Regions from separate parts of the Mus musculus genome. Here region 1 is linked to region 2. A link is a contact called in public Hi-C data. All regions are on one chromosome and are shown on one strand. The core of a region is the stretch at or near the end of the contact, and the rest is flanking DNA. Distances in the headings are between cores, read along the strand shown.

What was found. Hi-C and Micro-C count contacts between places; a contact is called where the count stands out from the background.
Region 1: a Hi-C map of liver shows a contact between it and region 2, with 5 times the contacts expected there. The contact joins the enhancer-like site here to the promoter of Bphl in region 2. A contact is called at or near these places in 4 of 39 promoter capture datasets (the 3T3-L1 cell line, hippocampal neurons, liver and 1 more), 3 of 484 Hi-C or Micro-C datasets (liver and myocytes) and 1 of 115 datasets of contacts at active chromatin or transcription factors (kidney).

Annotation. Positions count from the first base shown.
Region 1 is chr13:34,458,293-34,463,843 of GRCm38.p6, forward strand. Gm40908 (a long non-coding RNA gene) reads right to left here. Exons shown (of 3, transcript XR_873224.1): 3 at 1,265-1,303. Among named protein-coding and RNA genes, the nearest start is that of Gm40908, 21 kb to the right of the region's middle. Within about 2 kb of position 4,014, at least 58 of the 459 cell types and tissues checked have an H3K27ac peak or open chromatin away from gene starts, as enhancers often do. A contact at or near this core is called in liver, myocytes and stem cell-derived epiblast-like cells, where this site is marked.
Region 2 is chr13:34,033,623-34,039,281 of GRCm38.p6, forward strand. It overlaps Bphl (biphenyl hydrolase-like (serine hydrolase, breast epithelial mucin-associated antigen)), which reads left to right and starts at 4,019. Exons shown (of 7, transcript NM_026512.1): 1 at 4,019-4,147. The coding sequence starts at 4,041. It overlaps Ripk1 (receptor (TNFRSF)-interacting serine-threonine kinase 1), which reads left to right. Exons shown (of 11, transcript NM_001359997.1): 11 at 1-1,548.

The DNA of each region.
Region 1 (5,551 bases), core at 2,764-5,263, 420 kb after region 2:
GCCTATAACATCAGTTTTAGGAGTGGACACAGTTGGATTCCAGGAGCAGGCAAGCTTCAAGTTCAGTGAGAGACCTCATATCAAGGAAATTAATCAAGGATCAATACAGCAGGATGCCCAACATCCTCCTCTCTAAGTCCAAGGATGCTCACGCACACACACACACACACACTGATAAATATATAAATGAAAAATTTTAAAGGAAAATGTGAAGCATTTTCTTATGGCCCACACACATCCTTCTGAATACTTTAACTCATCTTTATATGACTTATTTTCCTAAAATAATGTAAGTACTGTATGAAGAGTTGTTATACTATATCAATGATAAGAGAATCCTCTGTCTACATGTCTGACAGACTGAAAAACACAGGCATGTAACACCATTTCCACTCTAACTTGGCAATTGGAACTATATAGCTGGTGGATGGTTGAATTGTGACTATGTATGCAGTGTCCATGCATATAGAGAATACTGTATACTGTAGAGCCTAGGTCTGTGTGCACCTCTGGGAAATAGCACCAGTAACATCAAAAGACCAGTACCATGTCTAAAACAGTTTTCTTTCTTTTTTATTTTATTTAAGATTTTTTATTGGATATTTTATTTATTTACATTTTAAATGTTATCCCCTTTTCTGGTTTCCCCTCTAGAAACCCCCTATCCCATCCTCCTTCCCCTTGCTTCTATGATGGTGTGCCCCCACCAACCTGCCTACCCACTTCTACCTCCCCACCTTGACATTCCCCTACATTGGGGCATGGAGCCTTCCAAGGACCAAGGGCCTCTCCTCTCATTGGTGTCCAATAACGATATCCTCTGCTACAGATGCAGCTGGAGCCATGGGTCCCTCCATGTATTCTCTTTGGGTTGGTGGCTTAGTTCCTGGGAACTCTGGGGGCGGGGGTCTGGTTGGTTGATATTGTTGTTCTTCCTATGGGTTGCAAATCCCTTCAGCTCCTTCAGTCCTTTCTCTAACTCCTCCATTGGAGACCTCATGCTCAGTCCAATGGTTGGCTGCAAGCATCCACCTCTGTATTTGCCAGGCTCTGAAGAGCCTCTCAGGAGACAGCTATATCAGGCTCCTGTCAGCAAGCACTTCTTGGCATCCACAATGTGTCTGAGTTTGATATCTGTACATGGGATGGAGCCCCAGGTGGGGTAGTCTCTGGATGGCCTTTCCTTCAGTCTCTGCTCCACACTTTGTCTCCAAATTTCCTCCCATGAGTATTTTGTTCCTCCTTCTAAGAAGAACCAAAGCACTCACACTTTGATCTTCCTTCTCCTTGAGCGTCACGTGATCTGGAATAACAAAAAACCCAGGATAGCAAAAACTATTCTCAACAATAAAAGAACTGCTGGGGGAATCACCATCCCTTGACCTCAAGCTGTACTACAGAGCAGTTGTGATAAAAACTGCATGGTATTGGAACAGACACAGGCAGGTAGGTAAACGGAATAGAACTGAAGACCCAGAAATGAATCCACACACCTATGCTCCCTTGATCTTTGACAAAGGAGCTAAAACCATCTAGTGGAAAAAAAGATAGCATTTTCAAGAAATAGTGTTCCTTCAACTGGTGGTCAGCATATAGAAGAATGCAAATTGATCCATTCTTATCTCCTTGCACAAAGCTCCAGTCCAAGTAGATCAAGGACCTCCACATGAATCCTGATACACTGAAACTAATAGAAGTGAAAGTGGGGAAGAGCCTCGAACACATGGGCACAGGGGAAAATTTCCTAAACAGAATACCAATGGTTTGTGCTCTCAGATCAAGAATCGACAAATGGGACCTCATAAAATTGCAAAGCTTTTATAAGGCAAAAGACACTGTCAATAGGACAAAATGGCAACCAATAGTTTTGGAAAAGATCTTTACCAACCCTACATCTGATAGAAGGCCAATATCGAATATATACAAAGAACTCAAGAAGTTAGACTCCAGAGAACCAAATAACCCTATTAAAAATGAGGTACAGAGCTAAACAAAGGATTCTCAACTGAGGAATACCAAATGGCTGAAAAGCACCTAAAGAAATGTTCACCATCCTTAGTCATAGGAAATGCAAATCAAAACAACCCTGAGATTCCACCTCACACCAGTCAGAATGGCTAATACCAAAAACGCAGGTGACAGCAGATGCTGGTGAGGATGTGGAGAAAGGTTGGTGGGATTGCAAGCTGTTACAACCACTCTGGAAATCAGTTCGGCAGTTCCTCAGAAAATTGGACATAGTATTACCTGAGGACACAAGTATACCACTCCAGGGCATATACCCAAAAGGTGCTCCAACATATAACAAGGACACACACTCCACTATGTTCATAGCAACCTTATTTATAGTAGCCAGAAGCTGGAAAGAACCCAGATGTCCTTCAACAGAGGAATGAATACATAAAATGTGGTACATTTACACAATGGTATACGACTCAGCTATTAAAAACAATGAATTCATAAAATTCTTAGGCAAATGGATGGAACTAGAAAATATCATCCTGAGTGAGGTAAAAGTCACAAAAGAACACATATGGTATGTACTCATTGTTAAGAGGATGTTAGCCGAAAATAGTCTTCTAAAAGGTGCTTCTTCCTGACCTCCTAACCTCCTGTGGTTGTTGCTCAGAACTAAAACAATTAATTCCCTGAGGCTGCCAAGAAGTGGCTGCTGCCTCTGGATCAGGAGACCAGAGCCACTTCTGTGACAGTATGTAGGAAATAAGTGCCATGGTTGCTTAACAAAGGTCACCTGTCCTCAGGGAGCTTATCTCCACAGTGGGAGAGCACATTCCTGAAAGTCCAGTGATATCTGGGCTGCTGGCTACCTGAGGGGAGTGAATCAGTCTGTGGCCAGCCGGCAGGATTCTGGAGCCATTCTGAAGAGCTCTCTGATTCTGTAAGATAAACAGAATCAGAGTCCTGGGAGTCACAATGGGAGTGGCACAGGAGGGTTGTGATCAGTGCATAGGCGCAGAGAGCAGAACAGACAGCCGTGTCCATTCATGCTATCTGACCACACCCCAGTTTCCTCATCTACGAGGCTGAAAGGGTTTGAGTCCCTTTACCACTATGCTGCCATGAGAATCAAGCGGGAAGTATACCTAAAGAGCTTACAACAGTGCCTAGAACACAGCAATGTGCTGAATGTGAGGGTTCCCGCAGTCCAGCACAGGGTGTTAATTCCTCATGATCTGTGAAGTCAAGTATTATATGTACAACTGCATTTTACAGGGGACCAAAAAAAAAAAAAAACCAGAAAGAAAGAAAGAAAGAAAGAAAGAAAGAAAGAAAGAAAGAAAGAAAGAAAGAAAGAAAGAAAGAAAGAAAGAAAATGGATTTGGAAGGAACTCCCACGGTCACACAATAATGGGTGGAAGGCAATCAATTTAAATCTGATGGGCTCTGGAAGTAAGATCTGTCATGGAGGTAACACCAAGCAACAGCATTCTTAGGAAGATGGACTGACCTGTGTGATTGACATCTATGTGCCTCTGCTGACGACTCCCATCCCCAAGGGTGAGAATGTGTCTGTTTAGCTCATCAGTGCCCCCCACCCCCGCAATATCCAGTACAATACACACCAGGTATGCAAAGAGCAAGTAAGTGAGCTACCAAAGGGATGCTCATTTGACCTAAGTTCTGTCAGTCACACAGGGCATATGAGTGCCTTGATTACCAGGAAGAATGAGGGAAACTGATAGCTGAAGCTAGGCTAACCTGGAATCTGACCGTTAGGCTTTTGATCCCCCCACCCATCTTGAGCTGAATTCTTGAGGAATAGGAGCCAATTTAACGCAGGGGATTCTGAGAGAAAGAGGAGCACTAGGCCCTGTTAGATTGTTCTGTTATTTTCTCTTGAGCTGAGGCAGGAGAATGTGAATTTTGAGAAGCCTAAACTACTCCCTTCTTGTACCTGAATCTTGTTGCTATCACTCTAATGGGTCACCCTGTCACACACGAGGTCGTGGAGCTATAACAACTCCCACTGGGCACTGCCTTCTAGATTGTCCTTGTCCTTTGCTCCTCTGGTCTGTGCCAGAACAGTCTGGTCAGTGTCATGTTGTTTCAGACAGTGTCTTGTAGCCTAAGATGCAGTATTTGCTGAGTCAGCCAGTTCTCTCTGCACCGTGCTATGCAACAAACACAGTCCTAGCATGCCATTCTTGGCTCTGTATGTTTCATCGCATGGCAACTGTCATGGACGCCACTACCCTGCACACAGATGTCTGCTGAAATGGCCTCCCTGCTGTCAACCTGCTATTCCAACTTGAGGAATTCTGGCAGCTTTCACTCCTCTGCCCTTACTTCCCACAAACCACTGCAGTGGACAGGGCACAGCGAGACTTTTCCATTTCCAGATGAGGAAAACACAGAAAGATGCAGGCATGCTTGTCTGCCATGAAATTCTGGCATTTTTCTATCTGTCCTGGCTGAGGACCAACAGTGTCAGAGACACTGTGTCCTGCCCAAGCCACAGGTGGCTCAGGTTGCTCTGCAGCTCTACTCACAGTCCCCAAGGGGTCATTGCCCTTTGATCTCTATCACATGGCTTACCTTGACCCATCTCAAGTCTGCAGCATTGGTGTTTGTCCAATACTCTGTGTTGACCATTCCCTGGGGACTTTGGCCTGCCCTGGCTAGCCCTCCATCCACAAATGCTAGTAATCAGGAAGTCAGCACAGTGTAGAGTGGGAGGTACCCGACCCTCCAAGCTCAGTTTTTGTTCTAGTTGCCAGACTATGTCAGTATGTTTCCCCAGCCATTAGTGTGCATGAGAATCCCCTGCAGGACTTGCTGGAGTTTCTGACCTGCTAGGTCTGAATTTGGACAGTTTCCAAGTGGTGACTCTATTGCAGCTGCTCTGTTTTAAATAACTGCATAAGCAGCCAGCCTGGCAGGGAGGCCCCCACTGTCTGTGACCAAGAGTTGAAGCTGGTCACCCCAGAATTCAGAACACAAAGATCCGTTCTGGGCCACAGAAAGTCTACCAGCTGCCTGAAAAAGACTGCCACTCACAGAGTAATGCCTTCTGGAAGAATTTGCTTGTTCTCAAGGTAGAGCCCTCCTCCCTGTGTCTAGATAAAGCAGAGATAGCAGGAGCTTTGGAAGCAGTCCTTGTCACAACCCTGCATTCATGATGTGATGTTTTTGTAACCTCCTTGACCACAGAACAGACCACTCATGAGGTTGCTGGGAGCTTCAGTCACATGCATCCAACCTCCCTAATAGCCTGGGTGGAGAACAATTGCAGAAGGTTTAAGGAGCATCAGCAACAAGGCCTTGGGTGTCTTTCTTTCGATCCCTGCCCTCTGGCCATGAAAGCAAAGAGGATTTTCTGGCAGACAGGAGAGAGAGAGAGAGGGAGAGAGAGAGAGAGAGAGAGAGAGAGAGAGAGAGAGAGAGAGAGAGAGAGAGAGCAAATTACAAAGACACGAGTTTTCTCTATGTTTCTCTCTGCTCTAAAAGGTTCCATCAAAACCCTTGACAGCTACTTGGGAGCAGGACACAGGACACAGGGCAGCCATACTCCCCAGCTTGCTGGGAGATG
Region 2 (5,659 bases), core at 2,769-5,268:
TATGACTGGTGCCTTAGCACTGTTCCCTGTGCCCAATAAACTGTTTCCTCAGTTTTCTCCAGTGTGCTGTACAAATATGTTTCTTCTGTGTGCCACCAATCAAGAAAGGACAGCTTCAGAGTCATCTTGTGCCTTTAGGAAGCCCATATTGCAACCTACAAGTGAGTGAAGGAGCTAGGGTAGAAGACTGAAGCCGCCTACACCAGCCACAGTCACTGTTAGGATGGGCTGCACAGCCGCTTTGGCCTTGTTGGCCATTCTGGCACTCATTGGCACTTCATCCTCCTTTGTTGGGCTATCCTGTACTCAGTAGGATATTTGGGAACATTCCTGGCCTCCATCTGCAAGATGCCAACAGTACAAGTCAACCTCACAACACCCACCAGGTGTGAGAAAAATAACTAGATATTGCTACATGTTCTTTGGAGGGACTCTCCTGTAACGTTATTTCCCCCATCCCCAGACAAGGTTTCTCAGTTCTCGCTGTCCTGGAACTCACTTTGTAGACCAGATTGGTCTCCCAATTCAGAGATCTGCCTGCCTCTGCCTCCTGAGTGCTGGGAATAAAGGCATGTGCCACCACCACCCAGCTTCCTGCTGTAAGTTTATATGCCTTACTTCTCCTGTCACACAGGCTAGGCCATCATTAACAGCATGGAACATGCACAGTGGAAGGGAATTGGAGCAGGGAAGGTTCCAGGCTTTCCTGAAGGAGCCTGCATAGTCTTTAAAAAATGTTTTCTTTTTAACTTCTAATGCTGTTTTAAGAAGACAGAATTAGAAACTGCTTCTAGTGGAGTTTTAAGGAGAATAAAATAGCAAGGGAGGCCAGAGCTGGTTTTGGAATTGCAGTAGCAATCAGGGTCCTAGTATTAAAATCATGTCTGTTAGTGTTCAGTAGGGGAAGACTTGTGTGTCCACTGCTGAAGATAGGTGCTTCAGATCCAGGCCTGGATTGTGACCACAGACTTTCAGATCTTTTCCAGGCTCACCACTGACAGCCAGACAATGGCTTGGCACCTCGAGTTGTGGCTGAGCCTGTATGAGTTGAAGGATGGTCAGTAGATGAAGCCGTTTACTCTCATGGTGTGTGCCCTTGTACAAGAGATCTGGGCGCGTGACACAAAGCCAGTCATTGACAGGCTAGACCCAAAGACCTTTAAGCACTCCCATTTGCTTCCGCTGTATCACAATAACTGATGACTTTGTAGTCAGTGGTACCTGCTCCGAACAAGTACGTGGAGTGTGGGAGTCCCTCTGGGAGCCCAGCGTGGAATTAGAACACCTCTTTAAAGCCACCTCCTAAGCCGAGCAGAATGCAGTGGACTGGGGTACAAGTCAGACCTGAGTGTCATTGTCCACATCATGGAAAAACAAGATGGCCACCAGAACACTGAAGGCCTGAGGAGACTAACCCTGTTCCCAGAACTCAGAGTTCTGTTTGGTTCTGTTTTTAATAAGATAACCTTTCTTTAATGTATACATATGCATATACATATATATTTGTACTTTAAATACAGAGTACTGAATAAAATTTATGTGACTATACTGCTCATGTTGGCATCTCCTGTGCTGCTAACAGAAGGGTATGCTGATGGTGAACAGGTGTTCCCATGCAGCACACTCTGTCCCCAAGGGGCCAGCACCACGGCAGTCCTTCCACATGGCTCAGAGGCCTTTCAGCTCTGCTCTAAGTGCCTCCCTGAAAAGAGCTGTGCTTACCTCTGAGGGTTTCAGTCCAAGCTACACGGCACGACTATACCTGGCCAGAAACCAGATAAGCAAGGGGAGCCAGGCCGGAAAACAAGAGAGGAGACTCGACAGTTGCTCCCAAGCACAGGTTTTCTACTTGCTGTGCTTGTGGTCCTGTCTTTCATCAGTTGTGTGGTTACTGTAAAGAATGAGAAAAGGAGCCCTGCCTCAAAGACTTGTTTTTTTAGATCTATTTATTTATGTCTATGAGTACACTGTAGCTGACCAGATGGTTGTGAACCACCACGTGATTGCTGGAATTGGAACTCAATGACCTCCAGAAGAGCAGTCATTGCACTTAACCGCTGAGCCATCTCACCAGCCCCCTCAAAAACCTCTTAACCATTATCTTGATGTATTTTTTTTCTTTGCTTTCTTAAGAGTTGTTTACAAAAAGATGCAACCTATTCTAACAGGGTAAATATTTTCAACCATTTCACTTTAAGTTAATGAAGGTTCATAAATGAACAACATACCCACTCAGTATCCTATCTATCTATTTATTTATTTATTTTGTGTGCACATGTGCTTTTTTTTTCTTTAATGTGGAGGTCAGAGGCCAACTGATGGAAGTCAGTTCTCTATACAAGTAGGGCCTACTTACTTCCTTGGCAGAATCTTCTACCTTCTATGTTACCACATTTTCCAAAATGTCATGTTTATATTCAGTGAAAATTCCAGTAGTGTGTCAACTCTTGTCCACATATCTGGGTGTTCCTTTAATTGCCTCTGCTGTATTTTGCTGCATCCCCAGCACTTGGGAGGCTGACACAGGAGGATCAAGCATCCAAGGCTAGCCTCACCCTAGGCTTCTCTATGGTATAAGCAGTATACAAAGATATCTAAAGGGTTGACAACCAGATTGTGGCTAAAACTGAACCACTTAATCTGATAATGTTTTATAACTGCTGACAATATTTTTAAAAAGGGCCTTAGAAGGTGAGGTAGGGGAAGAGGGGAAGAAATCAAGGTTCCCTTCATGGTTTTATCGCTTCAAAAAATGGGGTGGGGTTAAAATGGAGGACAGACTCAATGACATTTACAAATAAGTGATTATAAAGAGTTAAGAGCTAGTGTAATTGTAGTAAGAGGTATGATGTTTTCATATAGCATTAGGAAGCTAAGCCGACCTGAATACCCCTCCACAGCTCTGTGAGCCAAGCCTTTCTAACTTCTCTTCCCACTGTTTCCTCGTCTATAATCTGGGGTAAGAAGTATGGATGGAGAAGGAGCATATACTAATTAAAAATATAGTGACACACTTTAAGGCACCTGGCACAAAAATGACTAGTTTTTGGTATGAAGTATTGAAAGCTCCCTCCCCCCCCATTACTGGGACTAGTCATTGCTGGGTAATTGGATCGTGAGGACTCTGACTTAATCAATGGAGTTATCTATTAATGGATTCATAGTTTGTTGGTATTATTGGAAGATATAGGAGGTGGGGCCTGACTACAAGAAGCAGGTCACTGGGAGCATGCATGTCTTTGAACAATTTTTCCTTTGAACAGTTTCTTCCAGTTCTTTCTCTTCTCCCTCTCAGCCTGTTAAGTGCTCTTAACACTTAAGTGCCTCCGCTCCCACCATGCACTGCCTTTCCTCGGGCCCAAAGAAATGGGTCCGGATGACCTTGAGCTTAGAGCTCTGAAACCATGAACCTTTCCCCCTTTTACATTGTTCTCAAATGTTTGTCACAGTGGTGCATAAAGCTAACACAGCAAGATGTACAAATGATGAGTTCTTAAGACGTGCATAATAAATGTTGCTCTAAGTAACCTAAAGGCTTGCTACCATTATGCTTAGCATCAAGGGACCAGGGCTAGATAATGTGGGAAGTGGGACATAGTCAGGTGTAGTGATGCAGGCCAGATGTCCCAGCATGAGTCAGGAGGATCAGGAGCTCAAGATCAACATCAGCTAGAGTTCTAGGCCAGCTTGAGCTTTCCTTCCTTAACAGAGGCAGGATGGTCTGCTGTGCACTTGTCTCTCAGAGGCTCTGCTTAGATACCCTTTAGGTGAAGGCAGCACAGCAGGTGGCCCCGCCGACCCATATCCTTGGACTCCTTGGCAGTTGCAAGCAAGGAGCAGTGCCTACTGAACTGTCCACCCTGAGAGAGCTAGGACTAGAAGGACACGCTCTGTTTTTGTTTCTGGGCAGGCCTGACAAGGAGCAGAGCGAGCTCCAGCAAGGCACAGCGGGCCAGGGGCGGGACTTCGAGCTTAGCACTTGAAGGGTGGCATCCAGCCGGGCGCATGCGCGTTCCATGGAGCTTGTGCGACCTGGAGCTATGGCGACCGCAACAGTTCGCCCGGCGGCCCAGCGGTTGCGGCTGCTCCTCTCGCCCCTGAAATCCCGGATCTGCGTACCCCAGGCCGAACCCGTAGCCACCTTCGGGTAATGGCGTGCTCGGGGCAGCGAGGGCCACTGGCCGGGGAGGGATACGGACGCCTGGCGTTGTCGGCCCTTCCTTGCTCAAACCCCACGTCCAGATCCCGCAGAACTGGTGTGCGAGCACTTTGATGCCTGGGGTTAGGTTCTACGTGCTGGGTGGTGGTCCAGCCTCCTCAGTGCACAGGGAAGGAACTGGGGAGGAAGGAAGGGGTGGGGGGCTTGCTGGCCTCTTAGCCATTTGCTGGGAACAGTAATTATTCCTGCCAAATCAGAAATCTGCCTAACCTGCTTCAGTGGCAGGCAGGGCCCAAGTTTCCTGAGTCCTTTTGCTTGCTAATTTTAAACTTAAGTGTGCAAGACAATCTGCTTGGGAACCTGTGTAAATTCAAAGTCCCAGGTTCCCCTGCCAGAGAGTCGAGTGTGTGTGTGTGTGTGTGTGTGTGTGTGGTGATGGCCAGGACACCGAATCTTCACTTCTATTTCCCTCTACACTACACTCCAGCCCTTTGCTAAAATAATAACATTCATGGAGACCTGCTGTCTTGAAAATGGGTGCACGGTCTCAAGAGAATGTAAGCAGAAGATGTGGATAGAGCAGGCTGAAGTTGTGCGCATCCCTCCATGTTATACACATGCAGACATAGGCAGTGGTCGTGTGCAGTTTACTATCGGTGGGCCATTGACAGTAGTAACGAGCATTTGGAACTTTATTAGACCTGATGTGGAAACCAATCGTTTGAGCATATAATCTGGAAGTAGAAAGAACGGAAAAGCGACCCATTTTTTTGTTTGTTTGTTTGTTTGTTTTTAAACATTAGTAGCATGATTGTGTAGCTCTCTTAGTCTATATCCAATTCAGATTTCTTCTCTCATATGACTTTAACAACTTTTTAAATATACACGTTGGAAAACATATCAGTGACTCTGGTTGTATAAATTGCTAGTGAAGAGGCATGTTATCCCGTTTCCTGATTGCAAAAAGGGCTTGAACGAGGCTACTAAGGTTGTGTTAATGTCATGCTCATCGGCAACTTAATGGCTGTTGAGAGTCTCATTCACTTAGCTGCACTGGAGACCACTCTTCCTAAAAGATCTCTGCTAAGGTTTCCCTTAGTCTCACCCTGCATTGTTTTAGAAATACAAACGGCCTGTAACCTGAGAAACAGCTCCAGGTGGTTAATCCTGAAGCCAGGCTGCAGCCTCAGCCGCAACAGTCCCATGAAAACCTCTTCACAGCCAGTGTCCAGCCCGCAGGTAGCTGAGTTATGCACCACAGAGTTTCTTGTAAATCTGATACTTGGAACTTTGACCCTTTCCTTACTTCATGATCTCTGTGATCTGTTGAAAAGTCATTTTTTCTGTGGGGAGTTGTATGTCCGTTCTGATGTTAATAATTTACTAAATCTGACAGTCTGAAAACAGTATTTTCTGAGTTAACCTAAGGAGGTCCGGCCAGAGAATCAGGTCCATTCCTTCGCCTCATCGCTGCCTCCACCCCCCGACTTGGCAATGAGA